2 separate regions of the Mus musculus genome follow, and region 2 is linked to region 1. A link is a contact called in public promoter capture Hi-C data. All regions are on one chromosome and are shown on one strand. The core of a region is the stretch at or near the end of the contact, and the rest is flanking DNA. Distances in the headings are between cores, read along the strand shown.

Evidence for each region. Promoter capture Hi-C pulls out the DNA fragments that hold promoters and counts their contacts.
Region 2: a contact with region 1 is called in a promoter capture Hi-C map of hippocampal neurons, with 4 times the contacts expected there. The contact joins the promoter of Apba2 here to the enhancer-like site in region 1. A contact is called at or near these places in 3 of 39 promoter capture datasets (hippocampal neurons, liver and stem cell-derived epiblast-like cells), 2 of 484 Hi-C or Micro-C datasets (both in embryonic stem cells) and 4 of 115 datasets of contacts at active chromatin or transcription factors (astrocytes, craniofacial prominence, embryonic forebrain and 1 more).

What each region holds. Positions count from the first base shown.
Region 1 is chr7:63,751,303-63,757,715 of GRCm38.p6, forward strand. It overlaps Otud7a (OTU domain containing 7A), which reads left to right. Exons shown (of 14, transcript NM_130880.1): 12 at 3,330-3,444; 13 at 3,614-3,698; 14 at 6,008-6,413. Among named protein-coding and RNA genes, the nearest start is that of Gm39023, 98 kb to the right of the region's middle. Within about 2 kb of position 2,324, at least 103 of the 459 cell types and tissues checked have an H3K27ac peak or open chromatin away from gene starts, as enhancers often do. A contact at or near this core is called in hippocampal neurons, where this site is marked.
Region 2 is chr7:64,498,254-64,504,060 of GRCm38.p6, forward strand. It overlaps Apba2 (amyloid beta (A4) precursor protein-binding, family A, member 2), which reads left to right and starts at 3,885. Exons shown (of 15, transcript NM_001291166.1): 1 at 3,885-4,000.

The DNA of each region.
Region 1 (6,413 bases), core at 1,074-3,573:
AGGTCACCCCCTCCTGGTAGCACAGAACACTGTCCTAACTGTACCCCGAGTTTGTGGACCTGAGCTCTGCAACTTGTGCTCCTGCTCCTTGGTGGAGAGGAGAGCGCAAGCTCTGCAGAGAACACACCTTGGGATGTTTGCCCATCTTCTGTGGGGCTGGGGGAGGTGGAGGGTGCACCCATGTTCTCATGCTTATGGGAGCCAAAGGTCAATATTGTGTCTTCCTCAGTCCCTTTGTGCCTTTTATTTTGAGACATGGTCTATTGCTGATGTAGCTCAACTGGCTGTCCAGCGAGCCCCAGCTCCTCCTATCTCAAGCTCCCCAGCCCTGAGATTACAAGTATGAATTTTTGCACCTAGCCTTTAATAGGTGCTGGGTTTTGAAACTCATGTTTTCAAGGAGGAGAGTTTACCAACTGAGACATTCCTCTAGCCCCTCACCCATCCTTTTTGTGAACACCATGCTCAGTCCTATAGATGGGAGCCTGTAAGAGCCAACTGGTTTCTTATTTCTCTTTTCTAGAGGAAGAGCCTGCATAACTTCACTGGCTTGCATTCTTCTTTCATGCATATAACACATCTAGCTGAGTTCTTCGTACTGGGGTCAAGTCAACCCCTCCAGGTTGTCTCCACCTTCCCTCAGAGGCATTTTTCTTTCCTTCAAATTTGAGTCACTTAGACTGGCTGAGCCATCCACTCAGGGGTAGGCTAAAGACACGCTGAGAATCTGTAGCTTTCTCATTGTAATGGTAACCTCAAGCAGAAATATCCATTGTGTTTCATAGAATGAAAACTCCAAATCTTCATGGGCCAGTTAGAGATGCTGTAGTAGGCTTACAGGCTAAATGTAAGAGAGAGTTCTTTCCAAAGCAAACCGAAGAGTAAATCCTCTAAGGCCCATTTTGAAAGCTGTTGCTGTTATTGACATTTGCCACCAGGGGGTGCTCTATGATGCCGCCATTTGTTTGCCTGGGTAAAGCAGATGTTTTTCCATGTACAATGGGACAAACATGAAGTGCAATTGATGCTCATGAGGACAGCCTGTTTTTGAGATGCCCTTGGCTGCACCTCCCCTCAGCCTTCAAACAGGCAGCAGCTCATACTCGAAAGATCAGGTGTGAGCTGTATGTCTCCAGCCCCTCACTTAGGACGTAGTCTTCACCCCAGGACAGGAGAGTTGACAGACTGTCAGACTCTTTCTAGGTAGCCAGCACTAGAATCTTCAGATGTATTTCAGTTGTCTTCTCAGAGTAGACAGACCAGGAACCCAGTCCAGGCTATCTGCTGAGGGTAAGAATCCCCAGGCACGCTGTAGCCGTAAGGTAAGAAAGCTGGGACGTCCTGGTTTAGGTAATTTATCAGAAACCAGACAAAATCATAGTGGCTCAGGTTGGGCTCCCAAGTCAACAAAGCCTATGCTGGAGTTCTGGTTAGCAGACAGTTCTTCTCCCAATGAGGTTCAAGAGCCTGCTCCTGACGTCATATACTTGCATTGTCTGTGTAGGAGACATGGGCAGAGAGGGAAACGTCCCCTAAGCCTGGCCATATTGCCCAGAACTGACCATATTACTTTGCTCACAGCCTGTGCATTCAGCTAAGCAAACCACTCCCCACCACACCCCCTTGCTAAGAGGATGGAAAGTATAGTCACAGCTGGCCCATGAAGGGGTAGACAGCCTGACCCAGAACACCCAAATTATACCCACAGGAATTATTTCTGACAAGTTATTATCCTCTATAACAATCTTTTCCAAAACACCTTGATTTGAAGATCCACAGGGAAGCTTATTTACAACGTAGCCCTCCATCCTGATTCAGGACCCTTGCGTTGGCCCTCTGTATGAAGTACAGATCCCTAGGGGACACAATTCTAGTGAGTCTGGGATGCAGTGTCCCTAAGGATCACCTCTGCTGTCCCCCAGCCACCGGTAGGAAGCCACACCAAAGCCTCAATGTGTGTTTGCTGACCTACAAGACAGGCTGAGCTCAGCCCTGGAAACGAAAGCCACATCAAAGCAGAATGAGATGTCCCAGTCCCCTCCCCCGTCAGACCTTACCTACACTGCTCCATGGCTGGCCACACACAAGGAAAACCCCTAAACTGGCTGGTGATCCACAAAACTGCCTTTCATCTGTTTAGGTGGGAAGAAAGGGGGTGGGGTGGGGGGGGAGAAGCAGTTTGCACTCACAGTCTCTTTAGAAACACTAGAGGGCAGCATTGAGTCGCATCTAATTTCTCAACTTTGCAGTATTGGCTCCTGGATTTTCTGTGTTTTGTTTGCCTTTTTGTTCTTGCCATGGCACTGCTAGTATGAATCATAGGCTACGGGCAAGCAAAGGAACAAAGCAGCTGCCAGGGGCCCTGAGCTGGGCTTCTCTGCGGTGGTGAGACTCCAGAGGGGTGGGGCATCCTGAGCGAAGTGACAGAAAGGAGACTGGTACTCATTAGGAAGGTGGAATTTGGAAACCATCTCCACACTTCTTCCTGTTCACTACCCCTGACAACACCCTGAGGAGAAAGCAGATGTGACATTAAGGATTCCATTTGCTAGGAGCAGGGATCCCTCGGGAACTCATCAGATCTCAGTACACCTGTAGGTAGATACTGACCCCACCCATACTGGTCTCGGTGGCTGGTGTGCCTCTGTCCAGATGCTTTGTGGTGAACCAGCTCCTCTGAGAAGTAACAGGCCAGACTCCCCCACCTAATCACCACCGCCACAGAAGGCTCCCTCTCTGCTCCCCTTTTAAAGGGGCTGTAGGCCAACACTGCCTCTCCTGGACTTGTCACTAGATGCTTTCTGTAGGAGCCTGCTGCCTGGTCCTATGCAGATGAGCTCCCTGGTGGGGGCGGGGGGTGCAGCCCCCACCTCCAGTCTTGCCTCAGCAGAGCTCAGCTCACACCTCTCCCAACTTGCAAATTCTGCCCTTCTCTGAGATGAAATGGAGGCAAGGAGCAGGTCATCCAAAAGTGGCCTTCCGTGGTTCACCACACCCATCTGGGTTTTTCTTCGGAAATAGCAAAAGCACCCATAGCTTTTTCTCATCCTGACAGCAGAGAGATGCCTGCCCTCTAACAGAAAGAGACCCTGTCAGTCCAGGTGATGCCTCCACCTGCTTGCTCTTCGCCTACATAATAGAAACAAGTTTGAAACCTATAGTCTTAACATTCGTGGTATGCAAGTTCTGAGTCTACCTTCTGTCTCCATTAGGTTACCTGCCCTGGGACAGCTATTTTTGAATTTCTGAGCTCTGAACTCTGCTGGTGCCTCCAGCCTCCTGGCAGGCAGATGAGGTGCCTGTCACCATGCCTCTCTCTTCTGTTTCAGCTGTGATCCCTCTGACGGATTCGGAACACAAGCTGCTGCCCTTGCACTTTGCTGTGGACCCGGGAAAGGACTGGGAATGGGGGAAAGATGACAACGACAATGCCCGGTTAGCCAAGTAAGACCTGCCCCGCAGTCCAGTCCGGACCCCAACACCCTGCGGGAGAGTGGTGGTGACAGGACTCCTGTTGGGATTTGGGGGACTAAAGGGCAGGGAGAGGATTGCACGCGCAGGCGAGTGAGCTCCTGCCACCTCCGGAGCTTCTCACTGGGTGTTCTTTTGTCAGCCTCATCCTGTCCCTAGAAGCCAAGCTGAACCTTCTACACAGCTACATGAATGTGACGTGGATCCGCATCCCCTCCGAGACCCGGGTGAGCCTCGAGTGCACGAAGCCCCACCCAGTGACCGGGCAGCAGCCGCTCTGTGCGGTGCGGGCAATGCTGTGCCTCCCCAAAGTCTCCACGCAGCGCAGCGCTCGGCTCCACGCCTTGGGGAGGTCCCACACCTTCATGCCCCAGAACCGGACCCAGCTACTGATTCCTAGTCCAAACACTTCCTCCCGGTGGGAGGCGGGCGCGTATTAGGGGCCCTCCCTCTCCCCCACCCCCCTCCACCTCTTATTTTACACAGCAGGAGAAGAATAAACACACCCACTCACAAAGCAAACCGTAGGCAAGTCAAAACACAAAACTATCTCTGCAGAGATCGGAACAAAATGTGCCGCGGCAGAGCGGAATTAATTATAACTGTGTGTGGATCCTTAGAAAATCTAGGGAACCAACAGCGCTAGTCCTCAGCGCGCGCCCTTCCCCTCCCTGAGGCGGAGGTGGCCTCCGGTGGAGCTAGCAGAAGGCGGAGAGACGCGGACCCATCCCGGGGGTGGGATGGGGGTTGCCCCTGCTTGCAGATGCTGAGAGATTCTTTTTAAGTTTGTGACTGATGTTTTCATAATCTTGGGAGGGAACTCCCAAGGGAAGGGATTTGTGAAAATTGCTTGCAAATAATTGGTCCTCCCTGACATCCGTTTACTTATGTATCCAGCGGATTCAAAGTACTGAAAGGAGACATCCCGCTGAATGGCTCCTGCCCCACTGTTCTGATTGCTCACTTCCGCTTCGCCTGGACATCATCCAAGTAGGGCGCCCCCACGTGGCTCTGATTCGCCATGTTCTTGGGGCACAAGAGACAGCCAGTCAGTGACAGAATCTTGCCTCTCTCATGCTGGAAGGTGCCACTGTGCCCCAGGATGATGCTCTGTAGCACCTACGTGGTATGCAATGGCAGCAGCCCTAGATCCATAATCAGTACCTTCCAGCTGAGCACATCTTTTCCCTACAAAGAGCAGGATGCATGGCCAGACCTTGGTGACCTCCATATCAAGTACAAAGCTCAGCAGACAACCCCACTGCTAAAGGGCACACAGCCAAGGCCCCTCTCTTACTGGGGCCCCTTTCCCTGTTTCAACCTTGAAGCTGACACTCTTTACCATCCCCGGCAAGCCAACCTAAAACTCAACTCTCTCCAAACTCAAGTGAAAGGAGGGATTTCTGCCTGGGTGGTGGTCAGCACAGGTCTGCCAGCCTTGCTTCTACTGACCTAGCCACAGCAGCTCATCCTTCTGGAACCTGCTTGAGCAGAGGAAAAGAATAAAGTGAGGAGCAATGGCTTCTCCCTTCTCTTCTAAAGACCAGAAAAGGCCTGCCCAGGCATGTACTAGTTCCTGACACACCCAGATGCAGGCTGGAGAGATGCTGTCTTTCCAATGACTCTCCTCACAGGAAGGTCCCTCTTTGGAGAACTTATGGCAGCTGCCTACCCAGCATGACCTCCTCTCATAGCCTTCTCAGGCTTGCCACCTATCCCAGAGATTGGCCTAGCCATGCTCTGCATGGTCTCGCCCTCACTGGCTGCCCCCAGGTAGTGTCGTCCAGGTTATTGTCCATGGCATTCCTTCACTAGTGCCATCCCACAAGACCCCACATCCTCACTGGAAGCCATTTCCAGCATCCTTTTCAGCTTAGCATTCCATTTGTAGTTAGAGAAGGGAACTCCTGAAGTAGCATGTCATAGCTGGATAAAGGGAGTGGTGGTCCAAGATGAAGAACGGGGTTTAGGGCAAGGTGCATAGCCCCTGCTTGGAATAAGTAGGTGATCCATCTGTGTGGGAGAGATGCTGTCTTCCTTGCTGCCCTCTGCCTTTACACGGAGATCTGGGACATGTTTCTAATGGTGCCAGTAGTCTGACCATGGAGGAAGGCCAGAGTGTGGACCTAGTGTTTCTTTATAAAATACACTGAGGACACCAGCTAGGTCATGGGCATTCTGGCCCTATTCATCCACTCAGAATTCTAGACTTTCTGGTATCTGTGAATTCTAAGAGAAAGTTCATGTATCCTCCCTCAAAGGATGGGCACTGAGGTTTGAGGTCCCTACATAGCATTCTGTCAACATCTATAAGCCTGTGTCCAACCTTACAACAGTTAAGTGCTCTGTGGGCTCCTATTCCATAAACACCTCCATCCCTCTCTGGTAGACAGCCCCCACCCCCAACACCTACAGCAGCAGAGTCCCCACAAAGAAACTCCTATATCCCAGTCTCAGCTCCACCTGTGTTCTTGGGGCCTACACGAGGACAGCTTTTCTGTATGTAACCTTCCTTTCTTGCCTTCCCTCCCCACAGGCTCCCCTTGCACAGCCAGAGTCTCCAACGGCCTCAGCAGGGGAGGATGTACAGTCCCTGGCGGAATCGCTGGACTCGGACCGCGATTCTGTGTGCAGCAATTCCAACAGCAATAATGGCAAGAATGGTAAGGACAAAGAGAAGGAGAAACAGCGCAAGGACAAGGACAAGACGCGCGCGGACTCCGTGGCCAACAAGCTGGGCAGCTTCAGCAAGACGCTGGGCATCAAGCTAAAGAAAAACATGGGCGGGCTAGGCGGCCTGGTGCACGGTAAGATGGGTCGTGCCAACTCTGCCAACGGCAAAAACGGCGACAGCGCTGAGCGCAACAAGGAGAAAAAGTCCAAGTCGCGCAAGGGCAGCAAGGAGGAATCGGGAGCGTCAGCGAGCACCTCGCCGTCGGAGA
Region 2 (5,807 bases), core at 2,635-5,134, 750 kb after region 1:
CCTCCCAAGTATTGAGATTTCCATGTTCTGCTTCCTTTCCCTTTAATCACATACGTGAACACGCATGTCTCTCTGCTCCTTGTTCTTCGACTTAACAATATGTCCCAGACCCAAGCCTAGCAGAGTTGTCATTGAAGAGACCAGAGAGACTTCATCTAGCAACTGATGAGAACAGATACAGAGTCCCATCGCCAACCATTAGGAGGAGCTTGGGGAGTCCTGTGGAGGAGGGGGAGGAAGGGTTAGAGGAACCAGAGGGGCCAGGGACACCATAAGAACACCGGCCTCAGAATCAACTGACTGGGGCTCAGAGGGGCTGGCAGAGATCAGGGAGCCTGTTGGGGTCTGTCCTAGGCTCTTTGCATATGTGTTATGGTGGCTAGATCGGTCTTCTTGTGAGAATGCTAACAGTGGGAGTGGGGGCTGTTTCTGACTCTTTGCTTACTTGTTGGACCCTTTCCTTCTACTGGGTGGCCTCATCCAGCCTTGATGTGATGGCATGTGCCTGGTCTTATTGTAGTGTGTTACGAAGTGTTCAGTTGATCTTCCTGTGGCCTGCACTTTTCTGAGAGGAGGTGGAACAGGGAGAGGTGAGTTGGGGGGGGGTGTTGGGTGGAGATACCAGAGAGGGGAGAGAAAGGGGAATCTTCAATCAGGATGTAATATATGAGAGAATATATATATATATATATATATATATATATATATGTATATATATATATATATATATATATATATATATATATATGATTTCAGTGATTTCAGTGTTCAAATATTCCCAGTGCACATAGCTGTCCCCAATTCATGGGCACTAAAGCTGCTGATAGTCCCTTGCTTTATAGTGACCATGCTCCCAGCCCCTTTGCACATGAATACTATTCCTGTAGAAATGCACATGGAGATAGAAGTAGGTTAAAGGGCTTTCTGCCATTTAGGTGACAGCCTTCCAAAGCCCCGTGTGTTAAATATTTGTTCCCCAGTCTGGCAGGGTGAGGAGGTGGGGTTCAGAGGGAGGGAGTTAGATTATTAGAGGTGTGTCCTTCGAAGTGGGCTGCAAGTCCCCTGGTGATCAGCTTCTTCTGCAGTGTACTCCTGCCTCGGTGTCCTGTTTCAGCAGAGGTCAGGACCAAGGTCAACTGACCAGTGGACTGGAACCTCAGAGACTGAGCCTAAATAAACATCCCTTCTAAGAAGCTCTTTTTACAGATATTTGTTAAAAAAAGCTGAGGAATGCAAAATAATGGGCATGTGTGGTTTTAATAAGAGTGGTTGGATTTTCTTCCATAGATGTTGTGCACTTTATACTCCTGTGGCTTGTGAGGAGGTCTGCCAGCTTTCCCTTGACTTCTGGAACATACTGTGCTATTGACTCTGGAGTCTCTGACAGGTAAAAGCAATGACAGCTTAGTGTGGTTTCGGTTTTCTTTTTCTTTTTCTTTTTCTTTTGTGATGCTGGGGTGGATGCCAGGGTCTCATGTACTCTACAACGGTGTCCCATTGTGGAGCCACACTCCCAGCCCCTCGTATGTTTAATAGTTGTTTGTAAGCTGGTAGGATGGCTCAGCAATTAGAGGTGTCTGCAGCCAAGCCTGATGACCTGAATTTAATCCCCAGGATCACATGGTGGAAGGAGAGAACCAACTCCTGAAAGTTGTAATGACCTACACACACACACACACACACACACACACACACACACACTCATACACACACACACTCACATACATACACACTCAATACATACACACACTCACACACACACACTCATACACACACACTCATACACACACACTCATACACACACACACACACACACACTCATACACACACACACTCATACACACACTCACACACACTCATACACACACTCACACACACACTCATACACACACACTCATACACACACACTCATACACACACACACACTCATACACACACACACACTCATACACACACACACTCATACACACACACACACACTCACATACATACACACACTCACACACACTCATATACACACACACACTCATACACACACACTCACATACATACACACACTCACACACACACTCATACACACACACACACACTCACATACACACACACTCATACACACACACACACACTCACATACATACACACACTCACACACACACACACACACACACACACACACACACACACACACACACACTCATACACACACACCCTGAAAGGGTAATAGAAGTGCTAAGAGATTAAAAGTCGTTTGTATTTCCTTTCTTGTGAGTTGCCCATTTTATTTTTTAACTTGGGCAAGGTCCAGGTAGGGAGGTGGAGTGCTTGCTAGTGTGCACAATGTCCTGTGCCCTGCAGAGCAGACAGACACATCTGGATCTCACACTTAGCAGTCAGTGCAATGGAACAGTTTTGCATTTAGAGCTGAGCTGAACTTTTTGTCAGGGGGGTCAATAGAATATTTAAGGTGATGGACAACAAGCAAGAAGGAATGGTCAGCTCTAGGAGGAGGAAGAATGGCTCTAGGGTGGACCTATTTGGTCCCTGAGCTGCCAGAGCTGCTCTGCTATTGACTGGTGAGGTAGGGGTGGGGGGTGGGGTAATGGAGGGTGAAAGAGAGGGAGGCAGACAGGTCCCAGGCCTAGGAGGTCCTTACTAGGTCTGCCCCTGTATTCAGTTTTTCTCCAGGCCCTTCTCGGGGTCACCTCTGTCACTGTGGGCATCAGGAAGTTCTTTTCTCACCCCACTCACCCTCCTCTTCCTTTGGTGACATTCCTCTGATCTTCTGCCACCTGGCCTTCATCTCAGGCTAGGACTGAAGGAAGAGAGAGAGGAAGAGGGAGAACCAGGCCAATTGGAAGCATTTGGGGGCTGAAGTGGAGCCCCCCATTCCCTAAAACAGAGCACCCTGTGTGCCTTAAACCTGCAAGTTGCCACAAATGCATAGGGCTGAGTGAAAGGTCAAAGGTGACAATAAAGCCCAACGTTCAAGAATTTCAAGAGGTTTGTTTCTTACTGAGGGTAGCCAACTGGTTCTCATTGGGGGTATTAGAGGTTGGGGCCCTCTCCCTTCTGGACATCCCAGGCAACACAGGTATCAGAGACTCGGTGGTTATCAGGGACCGGGTGAGAAGACCTTGTGTGTGGTTATCAGGGACCGGGTGAGAAGACCTTGTGGCCAGAAGGCTTCTGGTGATTGACTGTGGGGAAGCAGGACAAGGCTTGCCCCTCAGGAAAGGCTTTCTGGGGCCACAATACCCTAGAGAGTCAAGGGATTCGGGCCGGCCGGGGCTCCGCATAGAGCGGAGCTGGCAGAGCAGGGCGCGGTCGCCGCAGCCCCTCAGCGCCGCACGCTCTCCGGAGCCCGCCAGGGGGCAGCGCGGCGTCAGGGGCAGGGTGCGGGCACCGGCAGCATCTCCTTCACCTGTTCTGCCTGCCCAGGACCAGACTGTTAAGGCTCCCCAACTGGCCGGTCCCAGCTCACTCCCAGGAACCTGTGTGCTCCTCAAGGGGCCACCGCGACTCGCGGAGCCTATCTCAGCCCGTATCCCAAGGACCCAGGTCCCAGGTGGGCTCGTCCGCTGTCCCCGCCGCTGTCCCCGCGCCGCACCCGGAGGCGCCGCGCTGGGCGCCGAAGCATCTTTGTCTGCGCTTTGCGCGGCCGCGCGGTCTTGAATCCCTTGATTCCCTAAGGTCTCTTTAGAAAGCGTTTCCACCCCGCGTGGCCGGGCGCAGGAGGAGCGGGGGCGGTCGGTGTGGCGGCGGATAGGGCGGTGCGGGTGCGGGTGCTCCCGGGCCGCGCCGCGTGCGCCCGGTAGAGGCGGCCCTGCGTGTCGTGCGCGGCGTCCGGGGCGCGCCCGCCGCTATCCAGCTTCCCGGGCTCATTAGCAGTCTCGGTGTGCGGCTCGGCGCGGGCTCACAAAGAGCTGCTGCGGCGCCCCGCTCTCGGCCTCGCCGACCCAGTCGGGGGCGGCGGCGCATCGCGCAACCCGCGCGGGCGCAGGTAAGTGGGGCCCGGGGCGCCAGAGTCTCCGCGGCAGCAGCCTGGGTTGCCCGGTTCCGCGTGGGGGGAGCCGGGGCGCAGTGGGGGGCGCGGATGCTGTGGTCCCAGCGCTCCCTTTCGGACCTTGTGGGGCTCTGGAGAGGCAGAGGGGCATCGTCGACAGAGCGGGCCACCGCTGGGACCGGGGGGTGCTACGGACCAGCGCCCCTCTCTCTCCGGACCCACCGGACCCTCCGAGCCACTGACCAGCGGCCGGGCGCGGCAGGGATCAGCTGGCCGCTAGGTTATCAGGGGCTTGCGAAGCGGCGGCGCGGGGCTACCTGGTGTGGCCAGAGGAGATGGTCACTCGTCTGGGTCCCCCTATTATTGCGTTGGGGGGGGGGTTGTCTAGAGGGGAGCTGCTTGGCACTGATTCCAAGTCCCGATGCTGGGCGGCAACTCGGGAGTTTGGGGTCGCTGCTGGGTTCGCTGCTTCCAGGCAACCGGTCTTTGATCTGTACCCCTCCCTCCCCTTTCCCTTTATAATGAGGCCCGGGGGAGAAACTCAGTTAAAAATTCCACACCCCGTATTCTCTGGGGGGATGCGGCGGGGACATGCCCCTTATCCTGGCTGCTTCCTCTTGGCAGGCAGAGCCCGGCAAGGGGACTTGGGTATGGAGGATGAAGGGGAACATTGATCCCAGCTTTTTTCAAGCCTTGTTTTCACAGGGAGCAGTATGGGCAGCAGGCCTCTATATGCCAAAGCTGTGGGTGAACTTCCCCTGAGTGCGGTAGGGATAGGAGCAGGTACCAGTGGGGCTCTGCAAGGGCTTGCCCTGGCTGTAGGCGCCTTAAATAAAGCCTACTAGTCTTAACTTAGAATTCAGTTATGGAAGACTTTTAATTCTTTAATATCTGTTTATTTGTATGTGACTTGACAGAGGCCAAACTTAAATTCGAATTTAAATAAAGCCAGCTCACTCAGGCCTTGTGCACGGTGAAGTTCTTAAACCTTGCTTGTTTTTCTTGGCCTTTCTTCATGTCTGAACTGATTTGTCCCGGTCCCCTTAGACCCCAAGACCCCTTCTTCCTTTATGGATATAGATTTGAGGAAGGATAGTGGTTTCGAAAACAAAGACCCGTAAGCTTTAAGGGTCCAAGTGAACAACTTTTTCTGAAGTACTGATCTGCAGGTGCCAAGAACCAATGGGCAGGCTCCCTTTGGGGCCCGGTCCCTCCAAAGAGGCAAGGATGGGGCTTTCCTGGACAGCAGCAATCTGAGGCAGGGGACTCAGGGCAGAGTGGCTGGGTGACTTTGTCCTGCACTCAGATTGCTGGGTGGTCATGGTGTGCTGCAGAGGGTCTCCTGAACTTTGGAGCTCTGGAACAGAGGGGTGAGTGACACAGACGAAGAACCTGCAGGGACTCCAAGCCACATGGAAGGGATTAGTGGGTCGTGGAACTGGCTATGAGCTGGAGGTACCAACACCTCTCCTTCCATGGCACCACCAAGTCCTTGTCCGCTTGTCCTTGGGACAGTCTCTGAGCTGGGTATAGCCATGTCCCCCCACCCCCAGCTTTTCTCATCTCTCGGGTGTCAGGCAGCAGTAGACTTACCCCACTGCTGCTTTTCCATGTCTGGGGTGCTGGGCCGCACTGAATCAGATGGTCTGTGAGTGGGTGTGAGCCTGAGTCTTTGTGCTGGAAGGGGCCGACATTGAGGACCATTCACTTCTGCTTGCCTTCTTCTTTCCCCTGTGAGGCAACCCCAGACCCAAGTGGTAGCTTGTTAACTAGTTGGCATAACACCCTTCTGTTTCTCTTCCTT